Linked DNA regions of Mus musculus: region 1 is linked to region 2. The links are chromatin contacts, called in public HiCAR-type maps. All regions are on one chromosome and are shown on one strand. Each heading gives the region's core, a stretch centred on a gene start, on an enhancer-like site or on the middle of the called end of the contact. The rest is flanking DNA. Distances are from core to core; before and after follow the strand shown. Region 1 holds the start of H2bu2 (H2B.U histone 2). Region 2 has its middle 47 kb from the start of Larp1.

The links. HiCAR-type assays count read pairs that join an accessible place to other places.
Region 1: a contact with region 2 is called in a HiCAR-type map of astrocytes, with 3 times the contacts expected there. The contact joins the promoter of H2bu2 here to the enhancer-like site in region 2. A contact is called at or near these places in 3 of 39 promoter capture datasets (hippocampal neurons, pre-B cells and stem cell-derived epiblast-like cells), 2 of 115 datasets of contacts at active chromatin or transcription factors (astrocytes and forebrain) and 1 of 9 other capture datasets (embryonic stem cells).

Annotation. Positions count from the first base shown.
Region 1 is chr11:58,943,582-58,950,277 of GRCm38.p6, forward strand. It overlaps H2bu2 (H2B.U histone 2), which reads left to right and starts at 5,330. Exons shown (of 1, transcript NM_030082.4): 1 at 5,330-5,791. The coding sequence starts at 5,359. The coding sequence ends at 5,739. Gm51864 (a long non-coding RNA gene) reads right to left here. Exons shown (of 2, transcript XR_003949558.1): 1 at 6,463-6,696; 2 at 1-2,582.
Region 2 is chr11:57,958,628-57,965,193 of GRCm38.p6, forward strand. No RefSeq gene overlaps it. Among named protein-coding and RNA genes, the nearest start is that of Larp1, 47 kb to the right of the region's middle. Within about 2 kb of position 4,139, at least 400 of the 459 cell types and tissues checked have an H3K27ac peak or open chromatin away from gene starts, as enhancers often do. A contact at or near this core is called in astrocytes, embryonic stem cells, forebrain and 3 more, where this site is marked.

The DNA of each region.
Region 1 (6,696 bases), core at 4,080-6,579, 990 kb after region 2:
TTGCTGCGGGGATTATGCAAAGCATTCAGAGCATCCCAAGGTGAGACAGAGCCAGCGCTAGCCAGTTATAACAAGAAAGGCTCCAGTGGTAACCCACAAATTCATTCTTCCAAAAGTGGATTAATCCAGTCCAGAGGCCTGGGATGACTTCAGTGCCTTGCTTTCAGCCTAAGAGCTGCTTCACCAGCTGCTCCAGCACTTCCCTAAGTTGTCTTTTATCCTATCGCTTGGCAGAGGCGTTCAGTTTTGTTCCCTGGTGAGGAATTTGTTGTATTTCATGAGCGTTCATACTGCCATGTTCTCTCTTGTCCCTAGAAACCACAGTGATTTCCTTGATTATGTGTGCCCTGCGGGGTGGGACAGGAAACCCTGGGGCAGGGCAGGCTCTGGGATCTCCTGGGGCAGGCCTGGGATGGGATCTCATCTTGCTTAAGGCTGCATTCATTCCTGATTCTCTCCCTTTCCCCCACTCCCAGCAGCCCTCCCTCTAGAGCCACCGTGACTCCTTTGCCCCTCCTCCATCCCCCAGGCCCACCCTACACCCAACCCCCTGCAAATTCTATGTCTCTTGAGAAAGTACATATTCTCATAAATTCTAAGTCGGCTTGAGTGTGGAGTTTTGCATCTTCTCTGGATAGTGCTCGAAAGCCGCTGGATCCCCTTCAGCAGCTCCTAAGACATTTTATTACTGTGCTGAGTGGGAAGAAGCATAAATTATCTAAGGGCAAGAGGAGGAGGTGATCACTTGCATGGGAGAAAATGTCACCAGAGCCTGAGGGGCTGGAGCAGCTAGGCTGGTGCACAGAGACACCAAACTTCAGATGCATGCAGAGCCTTCCCCAAGCTGATGCATGGGTTGAGAAATTTTACCTTAGCAGCTCATTGTCATTCACCGCTCTTGCTGATGTAAAGAAAGACATGGCCACAGAAGTCTCTTCTGCAAACACAGGCGAGAGGAACAAGCCAGCTTCACATCCCTATTCATTGGTGTGGTCAGCTAGAGCCCTCGGTTGTCCAATCAGAGAAAACAGGACCCCGAACTGAGGGACTGTCCAGCAGCCCAGCTCCATGCCACACCAGAGATGTCCCTGGAGGAAAGGCTACAGAGTAGTGGTGGGTAGGCCTTTGTCCAAAGGATGCCAGCTGGAAACTGCAGAGGACAAAGGACCATGAAACCTGGTTCCTACTTTTATGAGAGGAGAGGACGCAAGCTCTTCACAAACGACGCCTGCTACCTACTCCCGTAGCTCCTAAGTCAAAGGTGCAATGGCGCAGGTAAGCCTCTAAACATGCTCTCCATGTTCTGCAACCCCTTTATCCCACTGGGGTCTGGATGCCAAGTGTTACTTCTGCTCCAACTGTCAGCCTCCTTCGGGGACCCCACCCCTCCCAAGGGTGTATGTCATATATCAGCCATGATAGTGTGTCACTTTTATTAATTGTGGAAATTTTAAAAAGAACCCAGCTTCGAGGTTGGGTGAGAGCCTGCTCATAGAAGAAAAGACTGTATGCAGAGCAGAACCAAAAAAATATCCCACATGTCAAGGTGCTTATTAATGCCAAAGAAACTCATTCCACGTGTGGACCGACAGCCAACAGTGCCAGGCACTGGGCTTCAGAACCAATAAAGAAAAAAAAAAGCACAAACAAAAAGTTTCAACATCACCTTCACTGCCAAACCCAAGTGTATCTGCCTTTAGTGCCTGAAGAGGAAGCCATTTCTCCTTAGCTTTTCCCTTTTCATTTTCCTCTCTTAATTTTTCAAAGTTACATTTGATTCATGTTGTATGGCTTTATTGGTGTCCAGAGGACGACGTGTAGGAGTCCCTTCTCCCCTTCCACTATGTGGACACTAGCATTGGACTCTGGCCTCCAGGGCGTGACACTTGGTCCTTTACACCCACTGAGCTAGCTCTGGTGGCCTTCTGTTCTCATTTTCTTGTCTTCCTCTCTCCTGGGTTCTCCTTCCTTCCTTCTCTTTACCAACTCTTTCTCCTCTCCTCCTTTCTTTCTCACTAGCAAAATTCTTCAGTTTGCCAGTGTGTCACCTGCGACCCAACATGTTGGTCCAATAACAACAGGAGTTCTCCAGACCAATGATACCGCTCTGTCAATCACGGGATGCTGCCCTCGGAGAGCCAAGTGCTGCGGTGGGAACCCGTATCCCAAACGTGAGCGATGGACGGCACATTCAAAGAAGCTGGAGCAAGGAAATCGTTTGTTGTTTGTTTGCTTGCTTGCTTGCTTGCTTTGAAAGACACAAATGAGGAGGAATGTGCAAGATACTTTAAAACAATAATCTTTGGCCAAATGACCAATAGCAAAAGTGACACCGGCTTGGGATTAGACAGGCACTTGTTGGCAAGGTTTTCAGGTAGAAGTAATATGAGTGTGTGTGTGTGTGTGTGTGTGTTGCTGGGGCCTGAGGCATATTAATATTAAGCTCAAATTGTATTTAACTGACCTATGGCTCTCAGTCCCTTCGTCGTTCTGGAGTCTTTTGTGACCGGATACTATTTGGTTGGTGAGTAAGTTAACCCTTCCTTCACGACCTCTCTGCTTCACCTCTCCACACCGTCCTGCTGTGAAGAAGGACAGGAAGTTGTTACTCTGACAACCTCTATACGTTATACAATTCCAGATTCACTGAGTATTTTTTTTTAACCATGTTAAATGACCTGTAAAATAGGACATCTTTATTCAGGATCACCCCATCCCCATAGGTGAGTCACCACTGCAGTGTGGCCTTGGAGTGAGGGAGTGAGACAGGGTTTTGTCCACTTTGAACACAGTGTGGACACACAATAACACACTGCCGAGGTGGGTGGAAAGTGACTTTGATGTCCATGTCACTTCAAGGGACACCTCATGCAGTTGTACTTATTATCAAGTTTTGTATTATTTTCACTTGTTAAATAGCCTTTAAAACATCATTTAATGAGCCAGGTGAGGTTAGCTGCTATCTCAACCACTGGAGAAGGAAGCAAGACTATGGATCAGATATGCAAGGCTGGATGAGCTACCAGAGGCCCTGCCCTTTTTCTTGGTTTTGTTTCTTTTGGTTTGTTTGTTTTTTTGTTTTTTGTTTTTTGTTTTTTGTTTTGGTTTTTTGAGACAGGTTTATTGGTGTAGCACCAGCTGTCCTGGAACTTGCTCTGTAGACCAGGCTGGTCTCAAACTCAGATCGACCTGCATCTGCCTCCTAAGTGCTGGGATTAAATACATGTGCCAGCACTGCCCAGTCAAGACTTTAAAGGTATTAGAATCAAACTCCATTGTAAAAGTGAGACCCAGTTGATTCTACTGTATATCTTTCATGGTTGAGCTTCGTCTCTTTATATATATATTTTTTTTTTTATGAAGCTGAATGCTCACTTTCGCTTGCAAGCATGATTGTTGCTTGGGGAGACTACAACAGTGGGGTTTCTGGCATAGCTTAGAGAACCTTGGTATATTTTTCCAGATTTCCTCAGCGTTTTTTCAGTGTAGGGCAGTGTTTTTGCGTGCACTAGGCTGCTCAGGCCACTACGATTTTAGTAGGTGAGACATTTACCATTGTTTTAATGAGCATCTCTTTTATGTCAGTTTGATAGTAGTGTTATTTTTTCAAATTTCCCTTTCCTATTCATATTCTTAAACAATTTGTAAATTTTCTCTAATTTATAGATATTTCTAACATTAACCTTTTGGCTCTCAGTAGTTGCAAATTTTAGCCCAAGGTTTCTTTACATTAAGTGTATAGGAGGGTTAGCGCACACACACATACACACACCCTTAATTTTTTTTTCCCCTAAGTGATTTTTCTCTGTTTGTTTGCTTGCTTGTTCTTGTTCGTGTTTTTCAAGACAGGGTCTCTCTGTGTACCCCTGGATGTCCTGGAACTCCTTCTGTAGACCAGGCTGGCCTCAAACTCTGAGACCTGCCTGCATCTGCACCCCCCAGGCCTCCACCCCCGTGTTGGGATTAAAGGTGTGGGCCACCATTGCCAGGCTCTACATCTTGTTTTGTTTTGTTTTGTTTTGTTTTGTTTTGTTTTGTTTTGTTTTGTTTTGTTTTGTTTTGTTTTGTTTTTACAGTGCTGCTTTGAAAGCATTTTCTCTTGCTGATAACCAGGAGTATGTTGTTGACAAATGAATTCATGATTCTGAGCATTGAGACATCCCAGGCACCAGCAGCCAGCTGAATAGGCTTCCAGGTTTGTTCTTTCACCAGGCATTGGTTGTGCATCTGCCAAGTGCCAAATTATCTTTCACCCCGCAGACACCTGAGCGACAGCCACATCTCTATGTGAGAGATTATAATTCTCTCTGTATTTCGGTGAGAGATAAAAAAAATGCATGTCGACGTGAATAGAGCTCATAGAAATTACGCACAAGTATGCACAGGGCACCTTGCCAGCCTCTTTACTTACATGAACTCACAGTATCTAAAAGGCATTACATCATCACATGAAGAAATGGAGATGCAAAGGACGTAGATTGCCTATCCCAGATATAGCAGCTAACTGACCTTCAGACCAGGATTTGTCAATCAGTAATATTCAGATCCTCACTCAGCGTATATTAAGGTAGGACATTAACAGTTTGCTTTTATAAAGCCAGCTCTCCAAGAGATGCTGAAATGTGAGCCATGAGAATATATAGCATTTTTTATTTTCTCTCAGTACCGTGCGGGGGCAGGGCAGGGCGGAGGGATGGTGTGCGTGAGCGCGCGCGCGCGAGAAATAGAGCGCTTCGTAACCTCCCTAACCTGCAGCGTCCTGTAATTATGGTACCCTTGCTTCAGCTCCAGACGTGATGGGCGTCCCAAGTATCATACCTTTCTCCAAATGAAAGTCTACCCAGTCACACACTTCCAGTAAAACAACCTTAGTTTGCTTTCAGATTTCCCAATTAACTGTTGGAATTTGGTCATGAATCCTCATAGAAATGATGGAGACTGACTAGAAACAAATGGAAGTCAGAAGCTGTCATTTCCTCCTCTAAGCAGGCAACAAGCTTCTCCCTCATTAGCTGAGGGTGAGAAAGAAATGGCTGGCGATTTAGCTCAACAAGGATCAGACCCAGCCGCAACGTTCCTTCACAGCCCGATGCACAGCCGGGGAAGACGCTAAATCGTACCCGTTGAAACAAAGGGTTCAGACAAAGATAAGACACCTGAGCTTGCTCTGCCAATACACTTTCGGATTGGTTGGGATACTGTCCAATAGGAAAGAAGAAGCGGGGTAACCTAGTTACAACATTTTATATTTGTCCAATCAGATAAGAGTACTTTGGAGCCTTCATTTAAATATAAAGATGACAAATAACCCTGCCTTCACCGTTTGCTTGTTCGTCTGGGTGCAGCCAGTGCAGCAGGATGCCGGAGCCTTCCCGCTCCACTCCCGCCCCGAAGAAAGGCTCCAAGAAAGCCATCACCAAGGCTCAGAAAAAGGATGGCAAGAAACGCAAACGGGGCCGCAAGGAGAGCTACTCCATCTACGTGTACAAGGTGCTGAAGCAGGTGCATCCGGACACCGGCATCTCGTCCAAGGCCATGGGCATCATGAACTCGTTCGTCAATGACATCTTCGAGCGCATCGCCAGCGAGGCCTCCCGCCTGGCGCATTACAACAAGCGCTCGACCATCACGTCCCGCGAGGTGCAGACGGCCGTGCGCCTGCTGCTGCCCGGGGAGCTGGCCAAGCATGCCGTGTCCGAGGGCACCAAGGCAGTCACCAAATACACCAGCTCCAAGTGAGGCGCGGCGAGAGCGCCCCCAACCCAAAGGCTCTTTTCAGAGCCACCTTCCAAGCTCAAAAAAGGAGCGTGCTACCTGAATAAGATTGTCATTCACTTGATGAACATTGGGATGGGCCGGGGGGGAGGGGGGTGTTGTACTGGACCTTGGGATCCTGAGATAATACCTCTTGTTCATAATGGTATTAATAAATTTGGTTCAATTTTGGCCACAGAGAGCGTAGTTTAATAGATGGCTCCTGGGGAAATTTGGTATGGATTGCGCGGTGGGAGGGAGGGTGGGAGGGAGGCTGTGTCAGCAACAAGATTTCTCTCCATTCCCCTCCCCCTGCAGAGTGCTGTGTGAGGCTCAGAGTGCTGCGCTCAGCGCTGATGCTGTTGGAGCCATCTTGCTCTATCCCCTTGCCAGAATTAAAATCTTCTGGCCAGAAACAGTTTAAGCAGGTTTTCTACTGTATTCTGCTCAAAATGCCTAACAGTGGGCTGCACAGCTCCTGTTCTCCAACCTGATCTAATTAAGCAACAATCCCGCCGGTGAAGATTCTGGTATTTTATCCGTAGAAGTATTTAAACAATGAAAGGTCTTTTTGTTTCATCTCAATGTATGCGTATGTATGAGAGTATCTGTCATATAAATGTGTGAATATATTAACAGAGCTCTAGTAAATGGTGAAACATCCTTTAAAATTAATTAGACCCCTTAAAATAACAAAAGGCTACGTACGTTGTATTCAGTGTAGGTTGCATTAAATGAATGAGGCTTGCAAGAATAGTACAAACTATTCGTCCTCTAAAAATCAAAGATCAGTGGTTCTTCACTGCATGTCGGAGAAGCCCATCTTCCATGAACTATTTGCCCCGGGTTCCGATTACACAGTGGTTTCACTGGTGAACAATGGCGGTCTTCCTCCTCACACCACCTCCAGCGACAGCCACTCACTTGTCAACATTTAACCTC
Region 2 (6,566 bases), core at 2,889-5,388:
GACAGTGACCACAGAGGTCATTTTCCAGTTTTGGGGGAACCGTATTCCAAAGAGGGTCCTGAACTCACCCCCACCCTGGCGAAAAACTGGAACTGGGGCATGAATTCAATGAACTCAAATAGGAAGAGACCAAGGTGGCCCCCATCCCAGCACTCCAGGGAGGCTTCCTGGAAGAGGTGGAGCAGATCAGCATCAAGATCTGATAGTGCTGATGGGTGTGGTTCACTATCTGCTGGCTGCTGGCAAGAGAGTCACCGGTTCTAGACCAGCATGGGCATCGGGATTAAAACCCTGACTAAGGGCCAGAGAGACAGCTCAAAGGGTAAAGATGCTTGTCTCACAGTCTGGTGATCTGAATTTGATCCCCAGGACCCACATACACTTGGAGAGAACAAACTCTATAAAAGTTAACCTCTGCTGGGCAGTGGTGGCACACACCGTTGACCCAGCACTTGGGAGGCAGAGGCAGGTGAATTTCTAACTTTGAGGCCAGCCTGGTCTACAGTGTGAGTTCCAGGACAGCCAGGGCTATACAGAGAAACCCTGTGTCATGGTTTGTATATTTTTGGACCAGGGAGTGGCACCATTTGGAGGTGTGGCCTTGTTGAAATAGGTGTGACCTGGTTGGAGTAGGTGTGTCACTGTGGGTGTGGGCTTAAGACCCTCACCTTAGTTGCCTGGAATCAGTCTTCCACTAGCAGCCTTTGGATGAAGACATAGAACTCTCAGCTCTGCCTGTGCCACGCCTGCCTGGATGCTGCCATGCTTCCACCTTGATGTTAATGGACTGGACCTCTGAACCTGTAAGCCAGCCCCAATTAAATGTTTTTTATAAGACTTGCCTTGGTCATGGTGTCTGTTCACAGCAGTAACTAAGACACCCTGTCTCAAAAAGAAAAAAAAAAAAAAGTTAACCTCTGACCTCCACTTGTGCACCTTGGCACATGTACCCACACACATGCATCATGCACACACACACAATAATCACTGGTCCCTTGTACAAAGTCATCAATACTTTAGTTCCCAAGTAGAAGCTATCTCTCCCAGTCTTTTTCCTGAGGCCTTGTGCAAAGCAGGGTGGGCAGGATCCAGTCCCTAGGAGCAACTCCGAAAGGCTGGGCAAAGAGAGCCACAGGAAAGAGCGCAAGCCAGGTGCATCATGGTCCCTGTATCTGTGGCTTTGGGCTTTCACATCTTACCTGCTCTTCTCAGTATGGGAGCCCACGGGGTCAGCAAAATAGAGCAGAAACAATGCCTGGTAGCTCTAGTGTCGCAAGGATTTGGTAGAGTGAGGACTTTTTTTATAGAGTGGAAATACTTTGTGGTAGCCAGCAAGCTTACCAACTCCATAAAAATCACCAAATCTAGACAAATAAATGACTCCTGTCCATCAACTGCTTGACACACCCCTCAGAGATTTGGCCATGTGTCTTCTGGCTGTGTGCCTCTTTGTGCACATGACTTGAAAAGGCTGAGGCAGCTGAGGGGCCCTTAGATTAAGCTTCAAGAACTTATCTATAAACACACACACACCAAATTTTGCTTTGTGTTTGTTTGTTTATTTTTGGAGACAGTGTCTCGCTGTGTAGTCCTGCCATGGGCCACCACTGCCCAGGTTTATGGGGTTTTTTTGTTTTTGTTTTTTTGGTTTTGTTTTTGAGGCAGAGTCCTGGTGCTCAGGCCACGTTGGCCTTTAACCAAATACTCTCTTGCCTTAGGCTCTGGAGCACAGGGGTCTTTCAGTGTCACAACCAACTATATTCATGCATTCACTCTTTCTTTCTCAGTGTCTCATCAGATAGCCATGTTGGCCCCCAACTCACTATGCAAACCAAGAGATCTGACTGCCTCTGCCTCCTAAATGTTGGAATTAAAGGCATGGACCTCCACACCCATCCAGGATGTTTTATTTACAAAAATGATATCATGCTGGACATGGTGACAAACTTCTTTAGAATTCCTGCACTTGGGAGGCAAAGGCAGGAGGATTTCTGAGTTCGAGGCCAGCCTGGTCTCCTTCAGAAACTCCAGGACAGTCAGGGCTAGAGAGAGAGAGAGAGAGACAGACAGACAGAGAGAGAGAGAGAGAGAGACTCCATCTTAAATATATAATCACATAAGCACAAATCCTACAGCTTAAAAATGGAATTACTTTAGCCCAACACTCTAACCCTTTTTATTTTTTTTTTCCCCCACTGAGCCAAGAAAGCCATTTATAGCACAGTGCACAGCTATGGGCCAGAGACAGCCAGCAGGCTCAAATGCTGACCTCAGGAATCCACTGTGAGTCGGAGGGTGATTGTGAAAGTGTGAAAACGGTGTAGGAAGTTTCCTGGCATGAGGAGGGGCTCAGAGAAACTGGGTTAGGAACTGGGGAAGTAGCTTGGGTGGAACACTCTGAGAAGTCAAGCATCATCAAATGCAGGTAGATCTTCAGCGCAAAGGCTAGGGAGGGAGATTGCACGAGGGGCTGAGTTCAATCCCCAGTTCAATGATGGGGCCCACTGCGAAAGCAGAGAAGAGGGCAAGGCGCCTACGGACCCGACTGCTCGTTACTGGATGTATCACATGGGTAGGCGCAGTTATCCATCGGCCTCCTGCCTCCCCTTAGTAAGGTAAGGGCTCTGAGGCTGACATATGCATGCTGAGTGCTTTGGGCAAAACATGTGTACCTTCCTGCTCCTCCAAAGCTGGGAGGGCCTGTGTCCTCATCCTCCACGGAAGACTGCCAAAATGAGCCAAGAAAACAGCAAACTGGCATCAAGCCTGTAATCCCTGATGGGTGCTGGTGCACACCTGTACTCCCAGCACTCAGGGGGGCAGAAGCAAGCAGATCTCAGTTCAAGGCCAGCCTGGTCTACAGAGCCAGTTCCCGGAAAGCCAGGGCTACACAAACTCAAAAACAAACACAAACCTGTAATCCCAGCACTGGAGAGGAGACTAGAGTGTTAGAATTCAAGGTCATCTTCAGCTACAAGGTGAAAGCCCCCAGCCGATATAAAAATATGAGACCCTGTCTTAAATAAATAAATAAATAAATAAATAAATAAATAAATAAGGGGCTGGAGAGATGACTCAGCAGGTAAGAGCGCTGGCTGCTCTTCCAGAGGACCAGGGTTCAGTTCCCAGAACCCATATAAGTAGTTCACATCCATCTTTAACTCCAGCTCAGCAGAATTCCGTGCTTTTTTCTGATCTCTGCAGGCACCACACATGCACACATGCAAGGGACACATACAAATATATCCAAACAAAACACCGATGATAATGATGATGGTGATGATGGTGATGATTTAATACCAATACTTGAGAGACAGAACTCACAAAAGGTCTCTGCGAGTTCGAGGTCAGCCAAGGCTACACAAAGAAACCTTGTCTGGAAAAAAAAATCAATAACTAGATTCACAAAACGCTATGGTTCCTAGATACATTTTCATCTTTTTGTTATTATTATTTTTTTAACTCATATTACAATGTAGCCCAACCTGGCCTCAAATTCCCAGCAATCTTCCTGCCTCTGCCCTGTAGACCAAACTGTCCCTACTGAAGGCATACACCTGGCCTTAAGGATTTTGTTTGTTTGCTTTTAATTTTCCTACTTTATATTTCATTTTGAGGCAGGGTCTCTAGCTAACCTGGAACTGTGTAGACCAGGCTGTTCTCAAACCCATTCATCTACATTACAAAAAAATTTCTGTGAAAACTTCGCCAGTGCCTTCCAGATTCAGCCAGGAGGCAGATCTGTTTGGCTTTCAGTTCCCATCTGTGGTGCGCAGGGTAAACCGTCTCGGCCTGTCCGCCCGCCCCTGGGAACCCGGCTGAGTCTACCCTTCTCTAGACTCAGGCTCAGGCCAGATTCCCCAGGCCTCTGCAGCGGATGATTATCCAAGCAGGCCCAATCCACCCTGACAAAGGCAGTGCGGCTGGGGGGTGTGGCCACGGGCGGCGCGTGCACACGGCGGGGATGCGGATGAATGTAGATGAATGTAGATGAGGTGTGGTACCCAGCACCCCTGCAGCTCTCTTCGTGCCCTCTCTCTAGGTTTTCCTGCCTAGGTTAGCTTCCTGATCTAGGAGTCCTGTTGTCCTTCCTCCCCTACTCCCCGTGCCCTCTGGTTTCGCTTTCGTTCCTTCGGTTCTCCACCCCTATCCCCAATCCTCGGCTCGGGCTGAGTCATCGCTCTCTAGCCCCAGAGAGCGGCTAGCAGAGCGGGAAATTCAGCGGGGGCTCAGTCACAGCATTGTCCTGGGGCTGGCCATCGCCCCGACTCGCCCCTGCTAAGGCTGCTTTAATATGTTCTCTGGAAGATCTCCTACGCAGGATGGATCTACCAGAGTGCAAACGGAACGTGAGCGGTTGTCCAGGACAGGCATTGCACCTAGGAAGCTCATGGACACATACGGTCTGCACCTCATCTTTGCTCCATACAGTGTGACCAGTTGCCAGTATTAACATATATTTAGTAGAGAAAATTACATTCCCAATTCCAATAAAGGTAGCCTGTTTTCGGTTTCGCTCCGCACCCCCTGGAGTGGGGGGCGTGTTCACCTCCCAAGTGCTGGGATTACAGGACTGTGCCATCACGCGGGGCTGCCTCCTTTCCTATATAAATTGAAGACAAAAATGGGTGGCAGAAATTGATGAGGGGAGTTACAGTGAGCCCCAATTGTGAAATAGTTTGGTTCCATAATTAACCTAGAGGACAGAACAGTTTCAGGTGTATTTCTAGAAGAGGGTAGGGAGCCAGCACGAGGTAGCTGCTTCCCACACTTTTCCTTGCAGTAGCAGTGGAGACAAGACTGAGAAAGACGAAAGAAGGGCGCGTAAACTGACCATCGATGTGGCCGTCACTGGCTGGTTCATGATCATCATCTCCGGATCCAGACTGTGGTCTCAGGGCTGCACAGACAATGGCTGTTTTACTTGGCATTGGATGTGGAACCCTTCTCATCTTGGAAGAAGCAGGTGCTGAGGTAGTAGGGTGGGGTGGTTTCCAGCCTCCAAATGCTGAAGTTGTGCAGTGCGGCCTTAGACTAGGGTGGTGAGGCCCTGGGTTCCTGGACTCTGGTGCAGAGTGGCTGGCCCGGGGTGGGGGGTGGGGAGGTGGAGGGTGTGTCCTGGCATGAAGAGCCAGCCAACTCTACCCTCTGCCTATTCTCACCCATTCAACTGGAAACAAAGTGAATTATTTCAGAGAAATAATAAGACTGAACAGGTGTCTCCTGGTAGGATCTTTTTTTTTTTTCTTTTTTTGTTTTGTTTTTTCGAAACAGGGTTTCTCTGTGTAGTCCTGGCTGTCCTGGAACTCACTTTGTAGACCAGGCTGGCCTCGAACTCAGAAATCCGCCTGCCTCTGCCTCCCAAGTGCTGGGATTAAAGGTGGCGTGCGCCACCACGTCCGGCATCTAGTAGGATCTTTAAGTGAGAGTTCCTTATTTTTAATTTTATTTATTATTACTTTTACAATTATTTGTTGCCGGGCGGTGGTGGCGCACGCCACCTTCTTGTTGTTTTATTAGACATGGGGGTCTTACTATGTAGCAAGCCTAGAACCCCCAGCTACAGACAGGCCAGGCTGTTTCAGAACTTTCAAAGGTCTTGTCTCCACCTCCCAAATGCCAAGCCACAGGCATGTACCAAGGCTGGCTTACATATACCATCTATGAACCTGACTCATCTAGCCACTGTGCTAAGGATCAGCTAATGTGCACACATACACACATTTTACCTGACATTTAGTGGTCTCACCTGTTTATGGGGGGAAATAATTTTTTACAGAGAGCTGGGGTTGGTAAAGATATTTCAATACAGGTTAAGCAAGAGAGTTATGGGAAGCAGTGGTGGCACACACCTTTAGTCCCAGGATTTGGGAGGCAGAGGTAGGCGAATCTCTGAGTTTGAGACCAGCCTGGTCTAGAGAGAGACAGAGTACCAGGACAGCCAGGGCTACAGAGGAGAAATCCTGTTTTGAAGAGAGAGAGAGAGAGAGAGAGAAGAATGCTCAGAAAGAAAGAAGCAATTGACAGAAACCTGCTTTGCTGCTGCACTTCCAAAGCCTGAGTGAATTCCCCTGGCGTGCTGACTCCACAGTCCCAGGAACCCATTACTGTACTAATAAGAAACCTGAGAATTCAATGAATAATTCCTGAGCTCGCTGGCTGGGCCCTCTCTGGAAGGAGAGAGTTGCACAGGCAATTTCTTCCGGAGAGAAGTGTAGGGTTGTAAAATGAAGGGAGGAACCCAGGGTGCCTGTCTGGAAAAGGGCCCTGGAGACCTCATTGCCATATGAGTCTCCCCATTAAGTGGGTTCATCTGACTGCTCCTCTCCAGAGTGGGGTGTGGTGGTCCCTATCATCCTAGCTCTTGCGAGGTAAAAGCAGGGGGCTTAGAAGTTCGTGGTCATTGGCTGCATAGTGAGTTTGAGGCTAGCCTGGACTACATGAGACCCTAGCTCAAAGAAGAAAGACAAACAACAACAAATCACTGGGGCTCCTTGGGAATGACCTCATTGGCAGAACAAGTCAGTGGATGCCAACAAGTTGTCAGAGAGGAACGAACTTGTTCA